Regions from separate parts of the Mus musculus genome. Here all the other regions are linked to region 2. A link is a contact called in public ChIA-PET and HiChIP or PLAC-seq data. All regions are on one chromosome and are shown on one strand. Each heading gives the region's core, a stretch centred on a gene start, on an enhancer-like site or on the middle of the called end of the contact. The rest is flanking DNA. Distances are from core to core; before and after follow the strand shown. Region 1 holds the start of Atp5g1 (ATP synthase, H+ transporting, mitochondrial F0 complex, subunit C1 (subunit 9)). Region 2 overlaps Gm29933 (a long non-coding RNA gene). Region 3 holds the start of Calcoco2 (calcium binding and coiled-coil domain 2).

Evidence for each region. ChIA-PET counts read pairs in DNA pulled down with a chosen protein or histone mark. HiChIP or PLAC-seq counts read pairs in DNA pulled down with a chosen protein or histone mark.
Region 1: a contact with region 2 is called in an RNA polymerase II ChIA-PET map of memory CD8 T cells, with 6 read pairs. The contact joins the promoter of Atp5g1 here to the enhancer-like site in region 2. A contact is called at or near these places in 2 of 39 promoter capture datasets (the SN4741 cell line and embryonic stem cells), 2 of 484 Hi-C or Micro-C datasets (bone marrow-derived dendritic cells and pro-B cells), 6 of 115 datasets of contacts at active chromatin or transcription factors (embryonic basal ganglia, embryonic forebrain, embryonic hindbrain and 3 more) and 1 of 9 other capture datasets (adipose tissue).
Region 3: a contact with region 2 is called in an H3K27ac HiChIP or PLAC-seq map of embryonic stem cells, with 6 read pairs. The contact joins the promoter of Calcoco2 here to the enhancer-like site in region 2. A contact is called at or near these places in 6 of 115 datasets of contacts at active chromatin or transcription factors (embryonic basal ganglia, embryonic forebrain, embryonic hindbrain and 3 more) and 2 of 9 other capture datasets (adipose tissue and liver).

What each region holds. Positions count from the first base shown.
Region 1 is chr11:96,073,164-96,077,504 of GRCm38.p6, forward strand. It overlaps Atp5g1 (ATP synthase, H+ transporting, mitochondrial F0 complex, subunit C1 (subunit 9)), which reads right to left and starts at 2,468. Exons shown (of 5, transcript NM_001161419.1): 1 at 2,394-2,468; 2 at 1,824-1,870; 3 at 799-876; 4 at 360-538; 5 at 1-55. The coding sequence starts at 1,862.
Region 2 is chr11:95,802,813-95,807,370 of GRCm38.p6, forward strand. All of the region lies in intron 3 of Gm29933 (a long non-coding RNA gene), which reads right to left. Among named protein-coding and RNA genes, the nearest start is that of Gm29933, 3.5 kb to the right of the region's middle. Within about 2 kb of position 2,374, at least 91 of the 459 cell types and tissues checked have an H3K27ac peak or open chromatin away from gene starts, as enhancers often do. A contact at or near this core is called in embryonic stem cells and memory CD8 T cells, where this site is marked.
Region 3 is chr11:96,108,921-96,113,230 of GRCm38.p6, forward strand. Calcoco2 (calcium binding and coiled-coil domain 2) reads right to left here and starts at 3,042. Exons shown (of 6, transcript NM_001271018.1): 1 at 3,017-3,042.

The sequences.
Region 1 (4,341 bases), core at 1,218-3,717, 270 kb after region 2:
CAGGGCAAACCCCAGAATGGCATAGGAGAAGAGCTGCTGCTTGAGAGATGGGTTCCTGCCAGAGACAGAAAAGGGTGAGGGTCCAGGTCAGGGGAGGGGAGTGTGCTACTATTTCAAAAGGGGCTAGCCTACATCTACCCTGGGAACTTGGGCAGGAAAGGGGCTAGCCTACAGCTACCCTGGGAACTTGGGCAGGAAAGGAGACTAGCAACTCGGCAAGTTCACATGTGGCATGCTTCAATTCTGACTTAGGTCACTGGAGAGACAGGAGGTTAAAGAACATCAACTTGGAGACTCCCACTTGCTAAGACTCTGCCCCAAGTGGAGTGGAGCAACAACACAGGCAGCCCCGAACTTACCTGGCATAGCCAATAATCAAGCTACCAAACACTGTGCCAATGCCAGCTCCTGATCCAGCCACACCAACTGTGGCGGCCCCAGCACCAATGAACTTGGCTGCTGTGTCGATGTCCCGGGAAATGACACTGGTCTGGAATTCCCGTCGGGCCACCTGGAGAGGGGAGCTGCTGCAGGAAGGCTGGAAGGAAGGGAGGGAGGCAGTCAGGGGGAGTGAGGAGCCGCCATGCTCACCCCATCCACCTGAGCTAAGAAGCAGCTGGCACCCAGCCTCAAAGGGCAGAGTGCTCTGTGTGCAGGGACAATGTCAGCACACAGGGCTAGTCACATCTCTGACTGTCATTTGAGACTTGGAATTGCAAGGGTGTCGTAGATCCTTTAATTCTCCTAAAAGCACCTCAGCTGACTGGAGGGATATCCTGAGGGGCCTGACTTCCTTACCTGCTTAGATGGGGCCTCTGGTCTGCTCAGGAGGGAGGCAGACACAGGCCTGATTAGACCCCTGGTACAGGAGCGAATCTGTAAAGTCAGAAAGATATATTGCTCCAAATCAGACAAAAACAAACCAAAACCCCAAACCCAACCTAAGTGACAGGAGTTTGTCACAATCAGTCCAATCAATTTCAAGGTCAATTAACTTATTTTCTCAGGTCCGTCTACATCGGAGACAGCTATGCTGATAGTCTGTGGGAGCCCAGGGTGGCAGCAATCACCATTTGATATAATGCACTAGGCTGGGGAGCACTCACAAGACCCGGGGGTCAATCCTCAGAACCAAACCCAAACCAAACCGGATACCAAAGTCCATTTCCAAGGGCACAGACCTAATCAGTTTCCCAGAATAGAGTAAGACCCAAACATCCAGTCAGTTGTTGAGGTAACAAAAGGCAATCAAGGGGAGAGATTTACTAAGATGCATTCACAGCAACATATATCCTTCAGGCAGCGGGCCAGGAAGCCTGGTTTGACTCCCAGAACAGCCATCTTAGGAAAGCTCCCAGTGACACGGATTGCTTGACACATTATTCAGTACAATGACTCTCAGGCTTGGCAGAACATTGGCATCACCTGGGGCATTCTACCAAAATTGCTTAGGGGTTCCACCTTCATTCTCAGTCTGATGCAATTGGTCTGAGGAGCAGTCTGGGCAGTAGAAGCATTAGGCTTTCCAGATGAACTGAACACGCAGCCGAGGTTGAGAAAAACTGTTTTCCGGCTGTCTGGCTACAGCCAACCCAGGACTGTAATAAAAGGTCAGCTCTAGCTTATCTGAGGACGCTCAGAAAGCCACGACGGCTTGGTTTACAGGCCTGAATAAACATAGGTTACCTGCAACAGCTCCTATACCCTCCGCCAATAGCCATCATCATCATCACGGAACGCCAGCCCCTCTTAGTCCATTCATTAAACATGATTGCTCCCATACCATACCCGGCACTATAGGGAAACCCGGAGCTTCCGCTTACCAGAGCTGGAGAAATGAGCAGTGCCTTGGTGGTCTGCATTTTTCAATCTGCAAGAAGGGGGAGAAAAGAAAAAAAAAAAAAACCGTAATTCCTATGAAAGCCCGGGTGTCTGCTTATACTGGCAACCTCCTGTTGTCCCCATCCACCTCCAATCGTTCCCCCCAACCCTCTTCCTATACCCCAGCTAAGGAGGGCATTAGAGGTCAGAAGGACAGAGCAGATTCCGGGGTCAACCACTCTCTGCGCAGCGGGTCTGCAGAAGGACAGCAACCGAGATCGGAAATAAAAGGAGGTGGCTCAGGCCCCAAGAGGGAAATGTTGCGAAAAGGAATGGTCTCCCGGGAAGACCGGAGGCAGAAACTGGCAGACGTCGTGCAGGATCCTGCCCAAGTTACACTGCTGTCCCCTACTCTCCCCAGCGGCCGTTTATCGCTCATTACCGTTGGTAATTAACATTAATTGATAAGGCTTAAAGACTCTAGTCCTCCTTCCCTATCCCTGGAGGCAAATGGTGCTCCACGTGGCACAACCCACGGCCTTGCGGACCCCTGTCTCCCAGCCCCAAGTCACCTGCACTCCCACTCCCCTGCAGCCCCTGCTCGGCCCACAGCACACTCCCTGCTCAAGGTGACTGACTCACCTCCCAGCTTTAGCCCTTGGTCTGAGCGCTCAGCTCCCCCACCCACGTGTTCGGAGTCCCTTCACTCCCATTGGTCGTTATCTCTCCACGTTCCAATTGGCTGGCGTCATCAACTCCATCCTTCTTATTGGTCTTCTTCAGCTTCTTCCTCTCTCTCCACAGGAGCTTCGTGGCAATTCCCGCCTCCTTGCGGATAAAGGCGGGTTCTTTTTCCGAGTTCGGGGTTACGATTGGTCGAATCCCGAAATGCTTGACCATAGAGTCGACGAGACTCAGAGGTTCTACAACCTTCAACACAAAATGGCGACCAAGGTGCAAGCGGAAGAAAAAAGCGTGGGAGTGACAACCGGCCGCTTGACGCAAGCTGACACGTGATAAGGGCTCCAGGCCTTCATTCGGCCGCTTGGACCTTGGGGCGCATTGCATGTTGGGCCTTGTAGTCCTGTCCAAGGACTCAAGGACCACCGACATCCCGCGAGATGTTGCTTCCTGGCAAGGAGAGCCGACGCCTTTACAGTACCTTCCACCATCGTGATTTGTAAAAACCCCCATTTTCGTCCAAGTATTAAGGCAGGCTGGAAAACTTCTAAGTAGTGAGCGTGCTCTTGTGGGTCTGTCAGTAGTCAGTCAACATGGACTCACAAGTTGAATGGTGGAAAAAAAAAACTCAACAAAATACAATTAAAACCAGGCTTGCTATTTCGTACCCGAAATTTTAGCACTTGGCAGGTGCTTAGGAGACAGGAAAGTCAGGAGTTCAAGGCCAGACTAAGCTTCTTGAGTTTAGGTAAAAAAAACAAGGTAGGGCTAGACAATTGTATTGGGAGTGGGGAGAACTCTAAAACGAAAATAATAATTGGTAGGATGAAGCGTGCAAAGAATTCAGGTGGTGCATGCTTGTAATTTCAGACATCGGAAGGCTAAGGCAGGAAGACGGAGCACTTGCTCCAGGCCAGTCTGGAGTAAGTAGCAAAACCTGGCTTAAAACGACAAAACAATGCCGGCCAGTGGTGGCGCACACCTTTAATCCCAGCACTTGGGAGGCAGATGCAGGCAGATTTCTGAGTTCGAGACCAGCCTGGTCTACAAAGTGAGTTCCAGGACAGCCAGGGCTATATAGAGGAAACCCTGTCTCAAAAAACCAGCAACAACAAAGAAACAAACAAAACCACATGTGTATGCACACAAGCACAAAGGGTAGGGACAGAAAAACAGGACTGCAGTAACCATTCACTAGTGAATTAGAAAACCTTCCTGGAAAGCAGTTTGGCAATACTTTTTATTTGAAATGCTATGAATGAGCCATCCTCTTTGACCCAGTAATTCTTGAGTAACTGAGGACCTTTAAATGCTCCACCCTCCTTGAGTCAGTATTAACACTTCTAGGAACCTGCACTAAATAAATAATGTCCTGCAAAGGTTCTGATAAAAACAGAATGAATGCCGGGCAGTGGTGGCACACGCCTGTAGTCCCAGCACTTGGGAGGCAGAGGTAGGTGGATTTCTGAGTTCAAGGCCAGGCTGGTCTACAAAGTGAATTCCAGGACAGCCAGGGGCTACACAGAGAAACCCTGTCTCAAAAAACAAAACACAAACAAACAAAAAGAATGAACATTAAAGACCTGTGTCGTTGCTTCTGCTTTTTTGAGACAGGGTCCCTCTTTGAAGCCCTGACTGTCCTGGAACTCAAAGAGATCTCCCAGTCTCCCAATTGTTAGGGTTAAAGGTGTTTGCCACCATGCTCTGTGCAGAGCTTACTAAATGAGAAAACTAAATGTCACTCTGATAGTAAATGCTTAAATAAACAATATATATTTATATATAAACATAAATATTTATATGTAAACATAAATTTAGGGCTGGTGAGATGGCTCAGCG
Region 2 (4,558 bases), core at 1,124-3,623:
TGGTGAGATGGCTCAGTGGGTAAGAGCACCCGACTGCTCTTCCGAAGGTCCGGAGTTCAAATCCCAGCAACCACATGGTGGCTCACAACCATCCGTAACAAGATCTGACTCCCTCTTCTGGTGTGTCTGAAGACAGCTACAGTGTACTTACATATAATAAATAAATAAATCTTTTTTAAAAATTACATTTATTTCGTGTGTGTGTGTGTGTGTGTGTGTGTGTGTGTGTGTGTACACATATGCCACAGCATACGTGTGTGGATCAGATGACAGTTTCTGGAGTCTGGCCTCTCCTATCCTGTGGGTCCTACGGATCTCAGGCTTGGAAGCAGGCACATTTATCTCCTGGGCCACCTCACTGGCCCTCTTTTAGAGCAATATATATCAAGATTTGGTTCACAGAGCACCAACGTCAGAACCATCTGCACCGCAATCGGGGAGAGACTACTCTGAAGGATTTGCCAGCTGTGTTTTTCTGCAGTAGGGGAGAGAGGGGGAGATTTCTGGAGGTTCCCATTTCTACATAAGAAGACTGAAACCAAGCCTGCGCAAACTCCTGTTTGTTCTAGAACCCAAGTTACAGGCACTCTGAACCTGACCAGTGTGGTTGTTTGAATAAAAATGGCTACCATAGACTCCCAGGGGCTGGTGTTATCGGAGGTGGGGCCTTGTTGTGTCACAAGGAGTGGGCCTTGATGTTTCAGAAGCTCAAGCCAGGCCCATTGTTCCTCTCCTCCCACTGCTTTCTAATATGGATGTAGACCTCTGAGCTACCTCTCCAGCACCATGTCTTCCTTCATGCCACTATGCTTCCCAACACAGTGATAATGGACTAAACCTCTCAACTGTAAACCAGCCCCAAGTAAATGTCTTCCTTTGTAAGTATTGCCATGGCGTCTCTTCATAGCAATTAAAACCCTAAGACAACCAGTGTTGTACAGACCCCATGTGTGTGCCTGTGTGTGGGTCCTTATTAACAAACCCCTCTTCCAAATGGAGTTGACCTGGTAACACACTTGTGAAATAAAGCATGCAGAGTCCCCTCTGTTGCAGTGACCAGGGTGGACAAGGATCCTTACAGCAACTCCCTTCCCCTACTCTTTGTCAAGAAGAAGTTTAAAAGTAGTTCCTCCTGTTACAGGATGTTTGAACCTGTTTCTAGTTAGGGTGTGGCTCAGACTTTAGCATACACCATTAATCCCTCTGGCTGTAAAATACAGACATGCCCTTAGTAGATACCTATAATCCCAAATAATGAAGGTAAAGTTAGTTTGTAAAGGGAAGCAACCATGTTTGAAAGTGATGTCTAATTGAGTGGCAGACAAAGAGATGAATCAGAGAAAGATTTGACATGTCCAACTCTCACAAGGAAAGGGAAGCTACTTAAGAGAGAGACAGCACAGGAGAAGAGAGTATAGCCCAGGAATACAGTAGCGCTTGTGGAGACAGCACAGTGGAGTTGAGAGGGAGAGTAGAGCAGCAGAGAGGGAGGCAGAGACAGATTTACCAGGAGAGTTTTACAGAGACAGATTGAAGAGAGAACAAGTTAGACACAGGTGAAGACAGACAAGCAAGAGAATGGGAAGGAGCCAGTAGATTAGAAAAAAAAAAGATTGCTAGAGTTAGTTCGAAGCCAAGCAGAGCAATTCAGAGGCAAAGAGAAGTGCCAGATTGAGTCAGCTTGGAGAGGAGTTTGAGCCAGAAGAGCTGAGTTGAACCAGCCAGCTAGAATCAAGAAAGAACAAGAAGGGCGAGCTTACTCAACAGCAATTCTCAGAGGCCGAGAGCATTTTTTTTTTTGCCTAGGTAAACTTGTACAGAGCTCGAAGCTTCCAGGCCTAGGCCTAGGTTAGCAGACGAGGCAGTCAGCTCAGAGGTGACAAATGATCCAGGAGAATAAGGGCTCCATATGCAGCCTCCCTTCCTGTTTTCAGTTTAGCTGGAGAGAGAAGAGCTACAAAGAAGGGACCAATGGCCTTTGGCAGGTATGAGAACATGGTCAAAGAGAGACAGAAGTTCTCTCCATATGCTCCGACAGGAGAGAAGAGAAGCTGGGCAAAATGAGGAGCAGAGAAGATATGCCTCAGCCCCTTTGGGCCACAGATTGGAGTCTGAGCCCTAGCCCCCAGCTCAACACGTGCAACTGGTTTGAGAGGCAAGAGCCAGAGTTCACAATGATCTCACACCCAAACTTTCTGTCCATCATCCATCAACTCTGCTTTCCTCTAAGTGACAACTCCATCCATCCAGTGTCCCCATGGCTCCCTGCAATCCAGGCTGGGTTCCCATGGCTCTCGAACACCCCTGGGGTTCCTGCCTGAGTCCTTGCACTTCCCTTTGCAGAAAGCCACTTCCCTTCACGTCTGCAAGGTTGCACCCACTTCCCGCCCTGTGCTCAGCATCCTGTCAGGGTAGGTTCCTCTACTTCCGGATAGGTAAAGGTCACCTGTGCCTTTGGTTGCTTCATGTTTCCCACAGTATCTGTGATCGTATGGTATCTGCACACTCCCCAAGCACTTCCCTTTGGAAAGGAGCTCCCTGGTGTCCAGGATAGAACCAGATACAGGTGGTTCACCCTGGGCATCAGCTCATGAATAACATGAGTGACTCCCCTTAACAGCCCTCAGAGACTCCTCCAGAGCACTCACAGGGTCCAGGAGCTTGGTCTCATGGACCTTGGCATTCCTGCTGTCTGTTACTGGGCTGCAGGCAGTTAGAAAGGCACAAGGGTAAATCTCACAGGACAGTGTCAGGTGCCAGGTTGAAACAGTGCCTCATCTCACCATGGGGCTGATAGGGAACCTAGTGGGAGGGGGAAGGAAGGCCTCCTGCAGAAAGGGAGTGTCACAGGGCTCCAGAGGAGCAGGTAGAGAGAGGGTGTGGTCTCTGCCCTCAGCTGCCAACTCACAGCAGATACCAAGCTGGGGGATTAGAGGACAGCAACAGCTGTCAGAACCCAATGTCCGCAAAGCTTCAGACCTGCTGTCCCCTCCCTCCCATTTCCGGGCTCTGTGCCCTTAACCTGCCCTTGGTTCCCCAGATGAGTCATCAAGTTCCAGCCCCTAGGGTTCCTTGCAGCACATCCCTAGGGGAAGTTGAGAGGCTCATGCACGCCATTAAGAAATAGGCACAGGAGGGCAGGAGGCTCTAAAGCCATCCGCAGCCTGGGTGAGGGTTACCCAGGGCCCAGTCCTTGCCTGTTGAAGCCTCCAGTCTAGGAGACAACCAAAGCTCAGCTGAAACCCAGCAGCTCAGCTAACAGGCAGTTTGAAAGCAAAGACAAAACAAAACAACAGCAAACAAACAAACAAAAACCTCCACAAAACAAACAACAAAACAAACCAACCCTCAAAAAGAATGAAAACAGGTGTGTACTCTGCTTGAAACTACCTCTTTGATGAAAACCAAATATCTCCAAAAAATAACAAGGGAAGAGGGAGGCAAGATGGTGTAGCGGGTGAAGGTGCTTGCTGCCAAACCTTGACAAAGTGAGTTCAATTCCCTGGGACCCACACAGTAGAAGAAGTGAACCAGCTCCCTCTAGAAACGGTGCACCATGGCCTATGTGCGTACACATAGACACATACACACACACTAAACATAAGTGAAATAATAAAAATGTTAAGAAGGATACACAAAGGCATTAATTCTCACTTTAAAGATGCTGTGTGGGAAACTAGGTGAGCTGCACTGGCATCATTGCCCCTTTGAATATTCAACTTCCACGGGTAGGAAGATGGCTCCACAGTTAAGATCACTGACTCCTCTTCCAGAGGACCTGGGTTTGATTCCCAGCACCCATATTGTAGCTCACAACATCTGCAACTCTAGTTTGAGGGGATCTGATGTCCTCTTCTGGTCTCCATAGGCACCAGACACACATGTGGTGTACATGCAGACAATACACCTGCCTTAGTTAGGGTTTTACTCCCTGAACAGACACCATGACCAAGGCAAGTCTTAGAAAAAACATTTCATTTGGGGCTGGCTTACAGGTTCAGAGGTTCAGTCCAGGATCATCAAGGTGGGAGCACGGCAGAGTCCAGGCAGGCATGGTGCAGGCAGAGCTGAGAGTTCTACATGTTCATCTAAAGGCTGTTAGTGGAAGACTCACTTTCAGGCAGCTAGGGTGAGGGTCTTAAGACCATACCTACAGTGACACACCTACTCCAACAGGGCCACACCTCCTAATAGTTCCACTCCCTGGACCAAGCATATACAAACCATCACAACACCCATACTCAGTAAACAGTAAGTCCAAAATATTTTTCTTCCTTATAAGTTGCATTGCGGATAGACCACCTTCAAAGACTCCAGTACCTTGGCTAAGGGTATAGCTCAATTGATACAGTGCTTGCCTGGTAGGTACAAAGCCTTTGGTTCAAGCCCCAGCACTGCATAAGCCAGGTGTAGTGGTCCATTCATTGTAATCCCAGCCAGCACTCTGAGGTACGGGCAGAAGGACTGAGAGTCCAACGTTATCCTTGACTATATTATAAATTTGAAGCTAGCCTGGGCCACAAGAGATCCTGTCTCAAAACAAACAACAAAGTACTTA
Region 3 (4,310 bases), core at 1,792-4,291, 310 kb after region 2:
GCAGATTTCTGAAAGTTCGAGGCCAGCCTGGTCTACAGAGTGAGTTCCAGGACAGCCAGGGCTATACAGTGAAACCCTGTCTCGAAAAACCAAAAATAAATAAGTAAATATAAATAAAAGCAAAACAAGCAGGGCAATGGTGGTACACGCCTTTAATCCCAGCATTTGGGAGACAGAGGCAGGAGCATTCGGGGTCACCCTCAGCCACAGCAATTCTACTGAGGCCTAGATTTCTGAGGCTATTTCAAGAAACAAGATACCACAACCAAAGCCGTTTAACCTGGGAATGGTGTAGAGATTCTGTAAACTGTCTGAAATGAGCCGGGCAGTGGTGGGGCTCGCCTTTAATCCCAGCACTTGGGAGGCAGAGGCAGGTGGATTTCTGAGTTCAAGGCTAGCCTGGTCTACAGAGTGAGTTCCAGGACAGCCAGGACTGCACAGATAAACCCTGTCTCGAAAAACAAAACAAAATAAAACAAAAACAAAAACGAAACAAAAAAACAAAACAAAGCCCAAAAAACAAAAAACTGTCTGAAATGGTTGTTACCAGTTTGTTTCCTCTTCCTTCCTTCCAGCAGTTTCCAAAAGGATTAGGGCCCTCAGGGGAGCTGCTGATAATGTATTTTAAAATGAATTTCAGAATACAATGCATGGTAGTACATGCCTTTAATTCCAGTACTTGGGAGTTCAAGGCCAGGCTTGTTAACAATGAGTTCCAGGGCTGCACAGAGAAATGCTGTCTTTAGAAAAAAAAAAAAAAAAAAAAGCCGGACAGTGGTGGTGCACGCCTTTGATCCCAGCTCTTGGGAGGCAGAGGCAGGCAGATTTGAGTTCGAGGCCAGTCTGGTCCACAGAGTGAGTTCCAGGACAGCCAAGGCTACAGAGAAACCCTGTCTTGAAAAAAAAAAAAAGTCCCAGGAACTGGCTTTTAGCACCTAAGAAAACCAGACATTATCACCTAATGAGGTTTAAAGTTGTATGTGCTAGGCCCAAAACTGTTCCATGAAACAGTCTTTTTTTGTATGTCTTTTTTTAATTAGATATTTTTCTTTATCTACATTTCAAATGTTATCCCTATTCCTAGTTTCCCCTCCAAAAAACCCCTATCCCCTCCCCCTCCCCACCCACTCCCATTCCTGGTTCAGGCATTCTCCTATACTTGGGCATAGAGCCTTCACACGACCAGGGGCCTCTCCTCCCATTGATGAGAGGCTAGGCCACCCTCTGCTATATATATAGCTAGAGCCACAAGTTCCACCATGTGTTTTCTTTGATTGGTGGTATACTTCCAAGGAGCTCGAGGGTACTAGTTACTTCATATTGGTGTTCCTCCTATGGGGCTTCAGTCCCCTTCAGCTCCCTGGGTATTTCTCTGGCTCCTTCACTGGGGACCTTGTGCTCTGTCCAATGGATGACTGTGAGCATCCACTTCTGTATTTGCCTGGCATTGGCAAAGCCTTGCAGGAGAGAGCTGTATCAGGCTCCTGTCAGCAGGCTCTTGTTGGCATCTGCCTAGTTGTCTGGGTTTGGTGGTCTTATTGTGAAGCAAGGCAGCAACAGCCAGGTCTACTTCTCACTCAGGGTAAATGGGCAAACTACAGTTCTAAGTTTTTGGAGAAAAAAAAAAAAGTAAGTTCCAAACACTCAGAGCTCCTGACAGTACCCAGTAAAGCACTTGGTCTAGGCATCCCTAATCTTGCATGATAAGTAAGCTACAAAGACCTGATAGTTACAGGGCTGGAGAGTTGGCTCAATGGTTAAGAGGTCTTCCAGAGGATCTAGGTTTAATTTCCAGCAACTGCAAGGCAGCTTACAACTATCTATCCAGTTTGAGGACATGACACCCTCACAGACATACATGCATACAAGCAAAACGCCAATGCACATAATATAACAATTTCAAAAAGAAAAGACCTAGTGTATAAAATGTGTAGCCCTGGATGTCCTGGAACTCCCTGAGGTAGACAAACTGACCTTTGTCTACAATTTACAGAGATCCACCTGCCTCTGCCTCTGCCTCTCAAGTGCTACCAAGTGCTGAGATTAAAGGCATGAACTAACAACCGCCTGGTAAATGAAGTCCTTTGTTATATGAGTTTTTTCTTTTGCAAAAAATAAGAAAAAGGGCTCAGAGGTTGAGCACTGTCTGCTCTTCCAGAGGTCATGAGTTCAATTCCCAGCAACCACAGGGTGGCTCACAACCATCTGTACTGAGGACTAGTGCCCTCTCCTGGCTTGCAGGCATAAATGCAAGCAGAATACCGTGCACTTAATAAATAAATACATCTTGGGGCTGGATAGATGGCTCAATGGTTAAGAGCACTAACTGTTCTTTCAAAGGTCCTGAGTTCAAATCCCAGCAACCACATGGTGGCTCACAACCATCTCTAATAAGATCTGATGCCCTCTTCTGGTGCACCTGAAGACAGCTACAGTGTACTTAGATATAATAAATCTTAAAAACAACAACAACAACAACAAACAACAACAAAAACAGACGGGTCCTCCCCAAAGTTTAAAAAAAAATAAGAAAAAGTCTGTTAAGTTATAATATAACATCTCAAAATTATTCTTCTAAGCTCCATCCATGGTCACCTGAGGCACTGACAACTTTTCCACTTGGGCTGCCTAGAGCAACCTACAGTTACAGGACACAAGTGGCCAGAGCCCTGGAAGGCCATGGTGGGTGACACAGCAAGGCTAGGTTTGGAACCTCAGCACACTGGGGTGATGGGTCTGGGTACCACCGCGAACCCATACATAGGGCCACTGCTGCAGGACCCTGACTCCTGTCAGAGACGAACCCAACAGGTCTGGTCTCTGGAAAAACCAGCCAGAATTTCTCAGGACTCGAAAGGGGTCCCACGCCCTCCCAAACCCACTGTGGGTAATCGGAGCACTCCAAGACGGCCTAGGGTGATGCCGAAGCCCCCACACCCTGCCCTGCCTGTAGACCCTGTCTCAAGGTCTGAATTCCGGGATCCAAGGGCTCAATTGCACCCCTTAAGGTACTCACCAGGAACAGCAGCCAGCAGCACTAGCGCTGGGAAAGGCGGGTGGGCGAGTTTAAGGACTGAAGGGATGGGCAGGCCCGGCCCACTGAGTCACAAACCCCGCCCTTGCCGCGGGACAGCTGGGACATTTAGTGCCTTTTTTGAAGAGCTGGATTTGCCTTTTTTATCACCCCGATGGCAAACTGGTTTTTTGTTGTTGTTCTTGTTTGTGTTTATATTTTAATTTGCTCAAAGCTCATATCCTTGAAAGGGCATTGAGAGTTCATCTAGGGCTGAGCGGAGGTGGCACATGCTTTTAATCCTACCACTCTGGAGGCAGAGGCAGAGGCAGGCGGATTTCTGAGTTCGAGGACAGCCTGGTCTACAGCGTGAGTTCCAGGACAGCCAGGGCTACACAGAGAAACCCTGTCTCAAAAAACCAAAAAGAAAAAAAAAAAAAAAAAAAACCCAAAAAAACCAAAAACCAAAACACTTTGGTCACTAATAGTCCTATAGCTGCAGATCAGACTCTGGCATTTTAGTCTGATACACACACACACACTTGGTAGTAGATACCTCTAATTCCAGTTTTTAAGCACAGGAACACAAGGTCAGCAGTTCAGGGTTAGATTTGGTCGCCAACCAAGTTTGAAGTCAGCCTGGACTATCTGAGACCTTGTCTATTAAAAAAATAATGCTCACTCCTGTCCTGAAAGAAAATCTGTTAAACTCCTTTTTGGGTCTTCTGTGACTTGACTCAGAAAGTCTTTTTTTTTTTTTTTTAATCCCCATTTTATATGTATGAGGGGCCAGCTTTGAATTTATGGAGAGAAAGTTGCCCTTGTGCTCTAGAGCTTTCTGGTATCCTCAGGTCCTGAAGGAAAAGGCATGTGACTTCTTCATTAAAAGTCTCTTTACTGTAGACACAGAATGAGCAGAGTCTCCCTCCCCTTCAATCTTTCTTTTTCTTTTCATGTTTTTGTTTTGTTTTGTTTTAAGACAGGGTTTCTCTGTGTAGCCCTGGCTGTCCTGGAACTCACTCTGTAGACCAAGCTGGTCTCGAACTCAGAAATCTGCCTGCCTCTGCCTCCCAAGTGCTGGGATTAAAGGCCTGTGCCACCACTGCCTGAATTGTGTGATTCTTATCACAAGCATGACTTTGAACTCAAGGCAGTCCTCCTGCCTCAGGCTTTCAGGTGCAAGGATTACAGATGTGAAACACCACCATGGCTGCTACCTTTATTTTTTTTTGTAATTACCCATAGGAGCTGGGCAATGGTGGCGCATGCCATGTACAGAGAAACCCTGTCTCAAAAC